2 separate regions of the Mus musculus genome follow, and region 1 is linked to region 2. Evidence: chromatin contacts called from public promoter capture Hi-C data. All regions are on one chromosome and are shown on one strand. The core of a region is the stretch at or near the end of the contact, and the rest is flanking DNA. Distances in the headings are between cores, read along the strand shown.

Evidence for each region. Capture Hi-C pulls out chosen DNA fragments and counts their contacts.
Region 1: a contact with region 2 is called in a promoter capture Hi-C map of pancreatic islet. The contact joins the promoter of Ckmt1 here to the promoter of Haus2 in region 2. A contact is called at or near these places in 1 of 39 promoter capture datasets (liver), 1 of 484 Hi-C or Micro-C datasets (cerebral cortex) and 2 of 9 other capture datasets (adipose tissue and pancreatic islet).

What each region holds. Positions count from the first base shown.
Region 1 is chr2:121,355,998-121,362,953 of GRCm38.p6, reverse strand. Ckmt1 (creatine kinase, mitochondrial 1, ubiquitous) reads right to left here and starts at 4,344. Exons shown (of 9, transcript NM_009897.3): 1 at 3,953-4,344; 2 at 3,177-3,375; 3 at 2,914-3,009; 4 at 2,177-2,398; 5 at 1,966-2,051; 6 at 1,725-1,848; 7 at 145-279. The coding sequence starts at 4,104. It overlaps Gm33947 (a long non-coding RNA gene), which reads left to right and starts at 4,135. Exons shown (of 2, transcript XR_374934.4): 1 at 4,135-4,772; 2 at 5,039-5,139.
Region 2 is chr2:120,607,911-120,615,548 of GRCm38.p6, reverse strand. Haus2 (HAUS augmin-like complex, subunit 2) reads right to left here and starts at 6,167. Exons shown (of 6, transcript NM_025475.3): 1 at 6,004-6,167; 2 at 3,119-3,211; 3 at 2,429-2,498. The coding sequence starts at 6,096. Lrrc57 (leucine rich repeat containing 57) reads left to right here and starts at 6,191. Exons shown (of 6, transcript NM_001159612.1): 1 at 6,191-6,434; 2 at 6,526-6,631; 3 at 6,738-6,876; 4 at 7,482-7,638. The coding sequence starts at 6,548.

The sequences.
Region 1 (6,956 bases), core at 3,095-5,594, 750 kb before region 2:
GGGGCATGTCAATAGATTCTGAGACTGCTCCTACCCTTGGCCCACTAGCCATAAGCCCATAGGACTGGCTCTTTTTAGAGTGTCTCCTCCATCCCCTTCCAAGTCCCCCTTCTTACACCCCCTCTAGCCCCACATATCCTTTACTTTGCTCAGCAGTGGCAGTTTGATGTGGACTCCTGCCCGAAGTCCAGTGCCCAGGTTAGATGGACAGGTCAAGATGTAGCCTAAACGCTCATTCCACATGAACTCCCAGCCTCGTTCCTGGATCAGCTTCTCCACCTGTGTCAACAGAGGTTCTGTTGTGAAAAATCAGGGAGGGAGGGGTCGCTCTTAGCCCCACAGACATTCTAGAACTATGTCTACAACGAGAAACTTGAGGATCGATGAATGACATGCTCTTTGTTGTTGTTAAAACTTATTGTCATTGCACATGGAAGGACACTTGGATGTTGCATTATATGCATGCTGATAAGATTGTGGCAGATAGATTGTTCGTAGAAGAAGCTTTGGAGAATGATACATTAAGAGTGACTTGGGAAATGAATAGAAGTAGTAAACAGGACAGGGAGTTCTCATGCATCAATTACATCTTTGACAAAGGGTCCCTTTGGACAGAAACGAGGTGCTAAGGCAGGAGAGCCTACTCTTAGCTATAAAAGGAACATGGATAATAGAGCAGGGAGACATGAGAAGGTACAGCAGAGAAGCCAGATTCACAGGTACATGTGAGAAGAGGGGGACTTCAAGAGATGTTCTTGCTTTCCTGACCACCATAATGACTATTAGGATGGAAGAGACAGGGGCCTGCCAGAGCAATAGACACAAAGACCACACTACCTAAAGATGATGCTCTGTAACTCAGAAGGAATCACAAGCATGGAGATTTTTACATGCTAAAGCTAACACTTATTATAGAACAATTCCTCTGCCTACATTATTTCATTTAGTCCTCAACTTTATAGACAAATAAACAGAGTCATATAATTAAAGAGTATTTCTCTATGCACTCATAGAACATTATCCATTCCTTGCCGAAAATAGTGTGAGCTTCCTGGCTAGAATCTAAAAGAGAAGCACCCTTTCTTTACAAGTCCAAAAATAAAACTGTAGATACAAGAAAATACATCAAGGATCAGATCTATGGCAGTTTCTAACATAGAATAAATGTAGAAACCCTGCCCATGCAAGCCTGCCCAGTCACCTCTCATCCAGAAACGCACATTCTAGAGCTTAAGCCAGTTCAGCCTCCACCTTCCCTAGTCTCTCTAGCACTTTCTGCTTAGAGCCTAGATGCAATGCTAGATCTCCAGAGCCAAGGTGAGCCTTGGCTCAGAACTTGGTGATGTATCATGAACAAACCAATCTCTCATGCCTTCCATCAGTCCAGGCTCAAACGTTCTCCTTAACTGCACATACTACCTCATACCACCTACCCCGGCACTGGCTTGCTGATCATTGGTTCCTTCTTTTCATTACTTGGCAAAGATTATGCTTTATTTCCTTCCTTAGGTTACTGACACTCTTTCTATTTTTAGAGTAACTATATGCCCTGGTTTTCCAAGGATGGCCCTGGTTTGTAACTATTATCCTAGCATGATAATGACCCTTTCTACTATCAGAAATACTCTGCGTTGACTGACAAGTGATATAGCCGATCTAGCTATGCTGCTGTGTGGTATTTCTCATTTCCTCTCCCCTAGCTCCCTGGTATACCCTTCTCCAACCTCTTTGAGGCCCCGGCAGAATCTTTCAAACACTCTCTTCATGTTGCCGCCTTTCTCCATAGAGATGACCCGTGTGTGGTCCTCCTCATTCACCCAGATCAAGAAACTCTTCTCATTGTTGTGCCTGAGGGCAGGATAGGTATAGCCATCAGTGGGCAAGACAAGCACTGGGGTAGATGGAGAAAAAACTTTGCACATACAAGGGGGAAAAAAAAACCAAAAAAGTGTGTTGGCTCCATACCAGATCCCTCGAGCATCAGGCCAGTCTCGAGCCATTCCTGCTGCAGTCAGCAATGGGGACACAGGTTTATCAAACAGAAAATGGTCCTGAGGAGAATAAAGGGATTGGGTCTAAGAATTCTCACAGTACCATCCAGGCCATCTACCTTTTCTGGTCCACTCTCCCCTCCACCTCTTTTTCCACAATCCCGTTCCCTGTCAAGGGCCCTCACATCAATAAGCTGCTGCTGTTCGGCCTCCGTCATCTCACTGAGCCTATAGTACCGTCCAGCCAGGTCACCCTTCAGGCCACTCAGAGCATCCACCACAACACGTTCTACCTCTCTTCGCTCTGCCCGAGTGCAGGCTGGAGGGAGACTGAGTCCCCTGATACTTCGGCCAGTTCTGACTCTTGAAGACAATACATACCTCTCATCAAAGTAGCCAGAACGGATCTGAGGAATAAGAGAAATGACTATAAATCATAGAAACACAGCAGGTGGGAACTCTTGGGGATTATAAAGCAGGTGCCAGAAGGAAGACACATTGGACAGGCATGCTAACTGAAAACACTGTGGTCATTTCTCCACATTTCTCACTTTGGGTACAGCCTTTTTTTTTTTTTTTTTTTTTTTTTTTTTTTTTTTTTGGTGGAGGGAGGAGGGCTCTTCTGAGCCGTCTGAGAGCTGAGATTACAGGTGTGAGCCACCACACCCAGCCAGGACATAGTCACTTCTTAAAAATTCTTTCACCATTTTGTACTTTGATCAGATTCTCCTCAACTCCATTATCCAGACTCTTATCCACTACGTCCTCCTATCTGCTATACTTCAAGATATGCAATTCTTTCTCTTATCAATATACAAAGCTCAGCAGTCTAACCCTGAGTCAGGAAACAAGGTGTAATGATTGGAGATACAGAACATTGTGCACAAGGCTGCACATATCGGAAGTGTCACATTTGGCTCACTTTACTGGCATCAAGGTCAGTGGTGTGCTTCATTGTTCTGGGGTCATATCCATTATGCCGCTCTTGGATCACAGGGTCAAACAGTTCAGCAAATACCTGAAAAGGAGTTAAGAGGAAGAGGCGATTATAAAGAAGAAACACTTGAGTTGTAGATTGATATCACTGGATCAGAACGTTTGAGTATAGACAATCCAGAGTCTTGAGGGAACAGACATGAGGGATCTTTAGGAGGAAGGAACTGGGATTTCTGAGGGGCCCCCTACCTCATAGGTCTCCTCATCTCCAGCCACCATGCCCACAGTCTTGATGAAGGGGTGGCCAGGGTTGTCCACTCCAGTCTGGATGCACTGATCTAGTGTCCAACCAGTGGGTGTGGTCTTGTCGCAGAGCCGTGCATAGACTGCTGGGGTCAGGTGACTGGCCATGCAGTTGTTGTGCTTTCGGAGGTCTGGGTACTCAGCGCTGGGAAGGGGGTACCCAGTAACCATGGAGGGAGGGCACAGGAGCCTAGACCTACTGATGTCAGCTGGGAGCTGTCCAGTGAGCCATGTCTGGCTTTGCTTATTGGAAGGAGGGGGAATTAGAGGTAGGCTAAATCTTGATAATCTCTTCAGGGATTTCCAGGGTCTTTTCTTTCCTAATAGTTCTAACACCTCAATTCCCCCTTGTCTACAGAGTTGCTTTTCTCTAGTGAGCATAACATTAGAGATGGGGGAGGGGAGAGACTCAGGAGAATTCGGGAGAACAAGGAGAATAGGTCGAGATTAAAAAAAAAAAAAAAAGCTTCTAGTCATCCAAAAAGGATTTGGGCAGTGGGTGAACCTAGAATTTGCAAAGGTAAAGCTGGTGTGGAGGCAGTGACATCGGGTGACATGTCCTTAGACATGTTCTTCCATTACAGGGCTAGGATCTCCAAACTGTACAGGAAATCCATCTTCGAGGCCTATCTTTTGCTCAGGTTATCCTCTCTACCTGTTCGGTTCCCATCACCACCACTACCACCCCCAGCCCCCACCTCGTGCATCTCAGGCTCTAATACCTCGGGGGATACAGTCTCCTCCGTTCAGCAGCGGCAGCTCCTACAGATTCCGGGCGGAGCAGAATCCCGGCGGTGAGAGACCCAGCTCCAGCCAAAGCCAGGAGCCTGAGTCCAGGGCGGGCAGACAGCAGACGGGAGAAGGGACCAGCCATGGCTTGGGGATGCGGCTACAAAGATTCAGAGCAGGATCTGGCGCAAGTCAGGAACTAGGAGGGAAGATGCAACCGGGTAGAGAGAGGACGGAGCTGGGTCGGAGACTGGAGCCAAAATAGGGGTCACGATGAAGGCTGAAGCTGAAGTGGCAGCCGGTGCCTACCAGGCTGCAGGAGAAGCGCAGCGAAGCAAGGAGCCAGCCAGAGCAGAGGGAGGCCCCAGCCGCAGTCTCCAGGGGTGGGGCTCACTCAGGCTCCGCCTTCCCGCCTGCCACCGCGCTAGGTGTGCGGGGGTGGGGTTGGGTAGCACTAGCCAGGTAATTAAGAAGACCGGAGATTTACTCCCTGAGGCTGGAGACAGACGCCCACCAAGGATGAGGGTGGTCAGATTTCAGCACTAAGTAGAGGACAGCACCACAGGGATTCCCGAACCTGAAACCCCCCTTCTTTCATACCCTCTCTGTTTAAATCTGAAACCCAATCCGTCTATTTTCTGGGTTTTAGGGGTGGGGGTGGGGAGGTTGACATTGCCCAGCCTCTTTTCTGAATTCGATCTGCACGCCATCTCTCCATTTTCCCCAGGAGAGTCAGCCGCAGGAAAACCACAGAATAAACAGATAGAGGAGGAAGACTGAGCGAGCTCAGGGGAAAGACAGCACAGCCTCAAGGTCACCTTCCCCTAAGAACCAGGAAGAGCACCAGGGAACTCCCAGCTACACCTATGCTTTCCTAATAAGATTGAGAAAGGATCCCTTAAGAATCAGAAAGCTATTGGCTCTTATCCTGTCTATTCTGTCTCCCAAACTCACTGCCTCCAAGTCTTCAGCTTGGCTATTTCCTGCCTCTCATTGGGGACCTGCTTTTTTTTTCTTTTTTTCCTCTACTCTAACCCCTGCTTCACCTTTGATCTTTTATTTCTCTTCTTCTTTTCCAGGCTTAAATCTGTTTGCTGTTCGAAGGACTCTTCCTGAGTAGTGTCTGAAAGCCTACCTGTTGATTGCTCTGGGTGTGGGGCTGGGGTTGGGCAGGGAATGGTGAGTTTCTTCTTCCTTCTCTTCCTTCTTCTCTGCAGCTGGCAGTTCCTGGACTGGAGGGGGAATATAAAGAGAGGAGGAGGGTGTGGTGAGATGACTGGGTGTGGAATGGAACAGGCAGGCACAGGTCTCCCGAACCACTCGTGCTTCCTCTCTTGGCTTGCTAAGGCAGTTTAATCTGGAGTGTGAAGGCTGGTAGTATCCAAGGGCATAAGGTCATCAGGGAGTCTCTGTCTTCTTCCTGGTCCGCTCTCTCTTTTGCGAAGTGCATACTCAGACTCAAGAGGGTTTGTTTCCACAGCTACGTGCTGGGCTAGGAGCAACTTGACTTTTATTAGTGCAGGAAGGGGAATGAAAGCTGAAGCTGAGATAGAGACCTGAGGTTTGGGTGCGGAGGGCCAGCCAAAGCAAAGCAGACATATTGCCATTAATATGTCTACCTTCAGCTTCCTGATGTTCCAGAAGACAGTAAGATATTTGGAAGTTGTAAGAAAGTACTTGGGAAAAAGAATTACCCTTCATAATCCCCACTGGCCCAACTAATATACATTCCTTTATTTCCCTCAAGTCCCCACCCCATATGTCTCCTTTCTGACCTTTCTCATTGGTGAGTATCCTTAGAAAGAATCCATTTCACTTTTGGCTCCATTACTTAAGCCTCTTCTCTTGGTAAAATAACACATTTTCCAAGAATAGAGATCTACTGGTGGAACTTCCTTATTTTTGGAGAGGGAAAAAAAATGTTACCTGTGCTGTGGGTGTTCATTATCCAGGTTAAGGAGTAGGTATGAGTAAGTGAATATAATTACTTGGGATGGTGTATATTTACCCAGATAAAAGGAGGAGATAGTCTTCGAGAGCAATTGGGCTATTATTTGGCTGAGAAGGTGTTCAGGAGGTGGGGTGTGGGAAGAGAGGCTAACAGAAGAAGTAAAGGCAGCCAGGGTACAGAGAAGTCATTCAAATTTGGAAAATGCCTTCCTATGGGAAACAATAGCTCTTCCAAGAGGGCTCATCGATTTGTGCACTTTTTAAATTCTTTGTGAGGCTCAGTATGCCAGTGGGGTCGCTGGAGGCTGTTTACAGCTGGGAGCTGCGGTAATTACTCGCTCCCAGGGTTGGAGTGGTAGAAGAGGAATGAGTCTGAGCCCTAACTATCACTGATTCTTTGTAGATTCTGCTCTTAGAATCTATCTCTATCAATTCAGGAAGCCTGGGGCAGAGGTTTCAGTAAGATGAGGCATCTAACTAGGACAATTCCTAGGTTCCCAAAATTATAGAGAACAAATGGGGGCACTCAAACTCCTAAATGAAGATTCAAGGTCAACAGTAACATATGCGTAAATAATGCTTTCATATCATCAGTATCATCAATTCTTTTTCGATAAGAAATGTTCTTTACTGGCTCATGTATTGGGGTTTGGTTAATTACCAGCTATTGCAAAAAGCTCAAAAGGGCTCTACTCTAATTAATGGATTTATCCCTTGATGAATTCATAATGTGATAAGATTATTGGGACATGCTGAAAGGGAGGATGTGAGGCTTAGTTGGAGAAAGTGGGTCCCTTTGAGCATGCCTTGGACAATACATCTGCCCTTTGCCCATTCCTCCCTCTTTGCTTGCTGTCAGCCAACAAGCAAGTGGCTTTTACCCAGCCACCATTTATGTTCTGCCTCTCCTCGTGGCCCAAGCAATGGAGCTAAGGAGCAAAACTCCTGAAACCCTGGACCAAAATAAATCTCTTTCCCCTTAAATTTTCTCAAGCACTTTGTCACAAGCAGCAGCACTGTGTATGTATATTAAGTATTTAGTTCCAC
Region 2 (7,638 bases), core at 4,918-7,417:
TCCCGCCTTGATGATAATGGACGGAACCTCTGAACCTGTAAGCCAACCCCAATTAAATGCTGTCCTTTGTAAGACTTGCCTTGGTCCTGGTGTCTGTTCATAGCAGTAAAACCCTAACTAAGACAGAGTCAGACCTACTCTAGGCAACAGAGATCCTTATCTCAAAAGCAGGACCTCTGGAAGAGCAATCAGCGCTCTTAACCACTGAGCCATCTCTCCAGCCCCACTTCCTGTGTTTTTCAAATCTACTTTTTATTTGGTTTTTAAATCCAGTACTTATTATATGGTGGTATAATAACCATATAAAAATCATCAATTTTAACATTTAGTTTCCTTTCTCCCCATCCACACATCCCTTTTGTTTTCAAAAGGACCTATTTGAGAGTAGATTGTAGACAGCATGGCCTTTATTCCTTAGAAAAAAATTTACAGCATGTGTGTACGGTGTGTGCTTGCAGGAGTGCCCACATGTGTGTTAAGGCTCCAATGTGAAGGTCAAAGAACAGTTTTCAGAAGTTGGTTCTCTACTTCCATGTGGGTCTTAGGGATTAACTAAGGCACTGGGCTTGATGGCACATGCCTTTACCTGCTTAGCTAGCTATATAGCATACATCTTTGAGTCTTAAAACTTTATTCCAAGAACATTCTCTTACATAATTACAGAATGTTCCCAAATTCAGATTTTTTTCCTCAGGAATTTTATTCTTTTTAACTTTTTTTTCTTCCATCCTACCTTCCTTTCTCTCTTTCTCTCTCTCTCTCTTTCCTTCTCTCTCTCTCCCTCTCTCTCTCTCTCTCTCTCTCTCTTTCTTTCTTTCTTTCTTTTGAAATCTCTGGAAACTGAACCAGGGCCTAATACATGCTAAATACTCAATTATTAAACTACATCCCCAGCCTTTCCCCTCAATATTTGTTAATTCTGTGTATATGTGTGTGCAAGTGTCACAGTGCTCATATGGAAGTCAGAGAACACATTTTCATCTGCTGTCTTTTACCTTTTACTCTGTGGGTGCCAGTATTTGAACTCAGGTTATCAGGCTTAGTTGAAAATGTTTTTACCCACAGGGTAAACTGCTCCATCTATCTGGCCCAACTTGTTTTGCTCCATTTACTATTTGTGTGTGGGTACATGCACACATGCTATAGCACATGTACCATGTAGATCCTGGGGACTAAACTTAGATCCTCAGGGTTGGTGGCAAGGATCTCTGCTTCTTCTTTTTTTTTGGGGGGGGGGGTGACCCTGAACTTCTCACTGCCTCCACCTCCCTAGTGCTGGGGTTAAAGGTATGTGCCACCAGACTATATATGGAGTGCTAGGAATTAAATCCAGAGCCTCACACATGCCAAACAAGTTCTCTACCAATTTCAGCTATATATACAGCACTTTCAGAGAATTTAACACTGATCTTCTGTTTTTGAGAAGTTACTATAGTTTGGAAACATTTGAGTGTGTCCCACAGCATTTAGGTGTTGACAGCTTAGTCTTCAGTGTGGTGGGTTTGGGATGAGGGTTGAGCTTTCAATAGGAATAGGGAGCAATTATATCGGTGAGGGCAACAACCTTGTAAAGAACTTAGCGCAACTAATTTTCAAGACCCCTTCCTGCTAGGTATGCAGATCCACCTGCACATGACTTTAGTCAAAATATTAAGGAGGCAGAGGCAGGTGGATCTCAGGGGTTTAAGACCAGCCTTGTCTAGCCTTCATAGTGAGACCTTGTCTCACAACAAACAAATAAACAAAACCCTTCCTGCTGCAAAGTGCTATTATTTTACTACTTTTTAAAAATGAAAAGTGTTGCTTTTATGTGTATGTGTATGAGTATGTGTATGAGCCAGTGATCTCAACAAATGAGCCATCTCAATATTCTTCTTCTTAAACTCTGCTTGTTTGAGCTTCAAAACAAAACAAAAAACATAAACAAAAACTTAGTTCTGCCCAGTTTCTGATTACTGGTTAGTTCTCTTGGAACCGATGTTATAGAAGAGTGAAACTGATCCCTGGATTCTCTGAATTCTTGTCCTGCAATATTATGTCCCTTCTTGTCAAGACCTCCAGTGCTAGAATGGCATCACTACAGCTGAGCTACCGTGTCCCTCCAAACCCATGAGTGAAGTAAATCTTTTTTTCCTTGTACATCATTAAGCTCCAGATTAGCAGAGAAGTCAGTCAGGCCATGTCTGTATACTGTTTCCACTAGTCAATCAACTGGACTGGTTCATAGCTAGAACTACATAGCTAAAGGTACATAGTAAGACCCTGCCTAAAAAATGAAACAATAACCCTGAAAACATGTTAGGGCATGTCTATGGGGCAATACCTGGGAAAGATTATGACATTAGAATTCTACTGCGTGGTGTTTATATGCTGGTATAATTCAAGAGCAAGCTGAAATCCTAGTGATTGTTCTCTTAAGCAAACTTACTCAAATGGGAAGGATGAATAAGATCTGCTGTATCCTTTTCTAGCTTCAAAAGTTCAAGTTCCAGATTGTTCTACATGAGGAACAAAAGTAAACTTTAGCTCACTCAGAAAACGTCCTGAAGTTAGAATCTTAAAACACTGATAAAAATGGACAAGCTACAGAAACATGGTACAAGACATAAATATATTCCTTAAATGGGATGGAAGGATGGAAGGGTGCTTTATATGATAGCCAGGAAAATCGTTGGAGCTTTCATTTTGGTATCTTGACTTCCTGTTCTACAATTAACTAATAGAACAAGTCCCTATCAGCCATGCACTAAACATTGTTTTTTTTTTTTTTTTTTTTTTTTTTTGGTTTTTCGAGACAGGGTTTCTCTGTATAGCCCTGGCTGTCCTGGAACCCACTTTGTAGACCAGGCTGGCCTCCAACTCAGAAATCCGCCTGCCTCTGCCTCCCGAGTGCTGGGATTAAAGGCGTGCACCACCACGCCCGGCCTTAAACATTGTTTTAATTGCAAAAGAACACTATTCAAAAAAAATTAAGAAGTGTTTTGTTTGGTTTAGTTTAAAGTCGGGCATCAAACCCAAGGACTCTTGTAGCTAAGCACCCACATTTTCTCTAAAATACAACCCAGCATACACCACACTTTTTAAATGGAGAAGTAGAAGTGAAAAGTTCATAATTTACCTGGTAGATTTCAGCTTGAATATCTGAGATCTGTTGTAATCTGGAAAAGTTCACAAAGCAAGGAGCCATTTTCTTAGATACATCTAACATCTCCTATGGTAAATAATCAGGGAAAGCATAGAAGTTTCAAAGTTAGCACACCGAGATACAACACAAGGGACTAAAACGATAGTATGTTCACAGCTGCAGCTAACATAAAGAACATATTAAAATCTGTTTTTATTTTTGATGAGGACTCATGCAGCCCAAGCTAGCCTTGAGCTTGCTGTACAGCCAAGGATGTCCTACAACTTCTAACCTTCACACCTCTATTTTCTAAGTGAACAGCATAACACCATGTTTGTGTGTATGTGTGTGTGTGCACAAGACAGACAGACAGACAGACAGACAGATACACACATATGCAGAGAGAGAGAGAGAGGGAGAGAGAATGTTTTGCATATCTGTGTGCTGATATTAAAGGGATGTCCCACCAGTGCCCAGCTGGATTAAATTTTTGATGGTCATAGTGTCACTCTCCATGATCCATCTGTCCTCTGTACTGGCCAGATAGGATAGTTAAAAGGAAATGTGTTGTAAACAACCACCCCTGCATCTTTTAGGTCCTTGGTTGTGTTGCTAATTTCTGCAATTCCTCCTAGGATGTAATACTGTCTTTGATTCACTATTTTTCCTGGTAGAGGCAACTTCGATGTCTTCCATTTGGCCTTTCAAAACATAATAGCCCTCACTCCACAAGTCAGGAAACCAATATGGGAATTCTGCCGACTTCTAAGTATATTTATCCCAAATATACATTCTGGAACTGGGGAAATAACTACAGGATAAGTTTGGGAACTCAATGGACCTAACAGTGAGTTGGACTTCAGCCAAAACTCCATTAATCACCTGACCTCCATAAGCATTTAATTTTTGGGCTCATGCTTCCATAAGTTAAGAGTCTATGAGTCTATGACTATCTTGACAGACAGCATGGTTGCAGACAGAAATAGCATGGGAGAAGAAGCTGAGAACTTACGTGTTGAGAGATAAGCATGAGGCCAAAAGAGCCTCCAAGCCCACGCTCAAAGACAAACATCCTCCACCAAGACCACATTTCCTAATATTTCCCAAACAGGTGAAATCCTTCCATCAAATGGGTACTAGGTATTCAAATATATGAGTCTATAGAGGCCATTTTCACTCAAAGCACTACAGTATACATATGATTAAAATCAGATGCTATAGGAAGGAACATGGACACTAGAAGAAAAGAATGTTTGACCTAATCTATCAACCAAAGTAGAGAAACAGGACTGGAAAGAAAGCTGGCTTGGCATTTAAGAGCATTTGTTGTTCTTGCAGAGGACCCAGGTTCAATTCCCAGCAACCACATGGGGGCTTACTCCAGTTCCATGGGGATCCAATGCTTTCTTCTGACCTCCATGGGCAACAGGCATGCACATGATACACATACATTCATATATATATAATAATCATTTACAAAATAAATATATCTTAAAAAAAAAAAGAGTAGAGAACCACTCAAACCATGCCTGTATGTAAACAATTCCTTCCTTTAGAGCTCAGGCTATAACCTGGGACCTTTGTAGTGTTCTGCTTTCAATCTTGATGCTATATCTCTCTATATTCTGTGTTATTCCTTCCCTCAGAATAAAGCTGTTTTCAATTCTTTAGATAAGAGGCCAGGAACCTAAATCTTTCTAGCCCAGACCCCAATAGTAACATAGATTGGGTTAGACTAGCTAGCCAGCAAGCCCCACCTGTATCTGGCCCCTAGCTCTAGGACACGCACCATCACATACTGCTTTTACTTGGGCGTTAGGGATCTAAATTCAGCCCTCCATATGGTTGACACGAGAGACTTGGGAGTCTTAGGAGCTGGAAGCAGGAAGATGGCTCAGTGTTCAAGGCTAGCCTAGGATAGAGTGAGGACACCTCTCCATTAAAAAAAAGGAAACACCTAAAAAGACTAAAAAATCTTCCAGTATCTCTCAGCAAGCTGGAAGAATTAGATCCCATTACCCTCTCCTCTTTGCCATATCATCTTATAAAGTGAGTTAACAGCCAGGCATGGCGGTACACACCTGTAATGCCAGGGATAGTGAGTTACAGACCATCTAGGGCTACACAGCAAGACTCGGTCTCTAAATAAATAGTGCTAAAATAATAAGGGTGAACTGTGATGGCATTACGCTGTGAAAGATTTTGGCCTTTTCTTGGAGGCCCAGCATTGCTTCATACATCACCTGGTTGCTATGAGAACAAAGTTAAGCCCCCAGCCCACAGGAACAAGGTCCGGATGCCCTTTGGCTGACATGTAATCTTACTGTTAATGTTTGAATGACCCAATCCCATACCTTTGTTAAAATTCCTCGCATCCCTATCCCTTTTTCTTTTACAAAAACCCCTAGCTCTGGAGACTCGGGGTCGACTCCCCTGCCTCCTGTGTGAGGTACGTGTCGGCCCAGAGCTCTGCCAATAAAGCCTCGTGTGTATTGCAACAAGAAGGATTCTTGTGTGTTCGTGGGTGCACCCTATCCCTGGACTAGAGTAGGAGTCCCCATATCGGGGGTCCTACAGAAGAACTGTATTAAAGGGTCGCAGCCTTAGGAACACTTGTTCTAGAGGTAGTGTCACTGGAAGAAAAAAAAAGTGGAGCGCTGTTCCATCTCCCACAAACCGTCCTGGGATAACCCGCAGGCACTCAAAACAGAGTGCTCAGTCACTCAGTGCACCAGCCACTCAGTCCCTCACACTCGAAGAACCCACGGGAGTATGGTCACAGTCCTCAGCTGGCTCACTCACGCCCGCATAACCAGGACCACCACCTCACAGCAGAATTCTGTCGCCACCTTGATGACGCCATCGCCGCCCCCACGTACCTTAGTGACTATGCCCGAAGCTACCAAGTGGTTTAGCAGTAACCCAGCTGCAGTCTGCGAGGACGCTGGGTCCCACGGGTTGGCGGCCGCCATGGCTTCCGCACACCTCTGGAACTGGCGCGAGGAGTGAGGGGCAACACCGCGAACAGGCGCGCGGTTTGATGATGTCACAGGGCGTTCCTGCCCGGGCGGAAGCCCTGGGAGCGCGTCTCAGGCGAGCGCGGGTCCCCGGTGTTCCCTGGCGGAGTCTTCTTTGCACTGAGCGGTAGGAGGCGAGTCTCAAGCTCCCTGTTCCGGCAGCAGCTATCGGAGGCTCCCTGGCCCTTAGCTCTGCTGCCAAAGCATCAGGACCTTGTGGTAGCGCTGCCTGCTCGCCTGTTTTCTCCTTGCCACTCTTGGGCTGGCCCCAGGGAAGTAGGGATAGGCAGAAGGTGACAATTGGGACAGGAGACCCAAACGGGAGATTTAGCGACGACTGTATGTCTAGACTAGGCGGTGACAGCTATGCTTCTTTTCCTGCAGGGAACTGAGCCGTGGCGCTAGGATGGGTAACAGTGCTCTCCGTGCTCATGTGGAAACAGCGCAGAAAACTGGTGTCTTTCAGCTTAAAGACCGTGGTCTGACCGAGGTGAGACCTGAGGGGACCGGACCAAGAAACTAAAAGGGCTAGGGTTGGCGGGGTGGCGAAGACTATTGGTGCAGGATTTTTCCAAACTGTGAGCTCCTTTCTCCAGTTCCCCTCAGAGTTGCAGAAGCTGACAAGCAATCTTAGGACCATCGATTTATCCAACAACAAGATTGACAGCCTACCGCCTCTGATAATAGGAAAGTTCACTCTGCTAAAGAGCCTCTCCCTCAACAACAACAAACTGAGTATGGAATTTGTGTCTGGGCAGCTTTTGCTAGTAATCAGCAGTTATGAAGGGTGTTTTTCCTGTTAGATGATTTTTGTTATGAAATCATTTTAGGGGATGCAGAATGTTAGAGTATTGAAGCTTTAATCTCTTGTAATTAAATATAAAAGCCTCTTTGGGTGGTATAATGATTATTACTAGGTTAATTTGGACCTGGAAGACCTTTGGGAATCGATATAAACAGTTATCTAATTTCGGGGCAGGGTGGAATGGGAGGATCTTTTAAACTCCCTCAGATCGTTTTTAGAATACAGCTAAGCAAAAGGAACCCCTTACACACATACACAATTTTCTGCATTTTGATGGCTTCTTAACCTCCCAAACAGTTTGTGAAACCTAAACATGACCTGTGAGAATTCTATGTAAGAAGCCAGACCTGGTGACTTAGACCTACAGTAGCCCCAGCTACTCAGAGGTTGAGGCAGAAAGATCTTAATTTCAAGGCTATCCTAGACAACTTAATGAGATCCTGTCTCAAAAACAAGATGAAGCAGGCTACCATACTGTCTTTTTATAAATGTCATTAATTCTATCGGATTTGTTTTTTAATTTCTTCTTCACCAGCTGTTCTACCTGATGAATTATGCAATCTGAAAAAACTAGAGACACTAAGTCTCAACAACAATCACCTGAGAGAGCTACCATCTACCTTTGGGCAGTTGTCTGCCCTGAAGACGCTGAGCCTCTCTGGGAATCAGCTGGGAGCATTACCCCCCCAGCT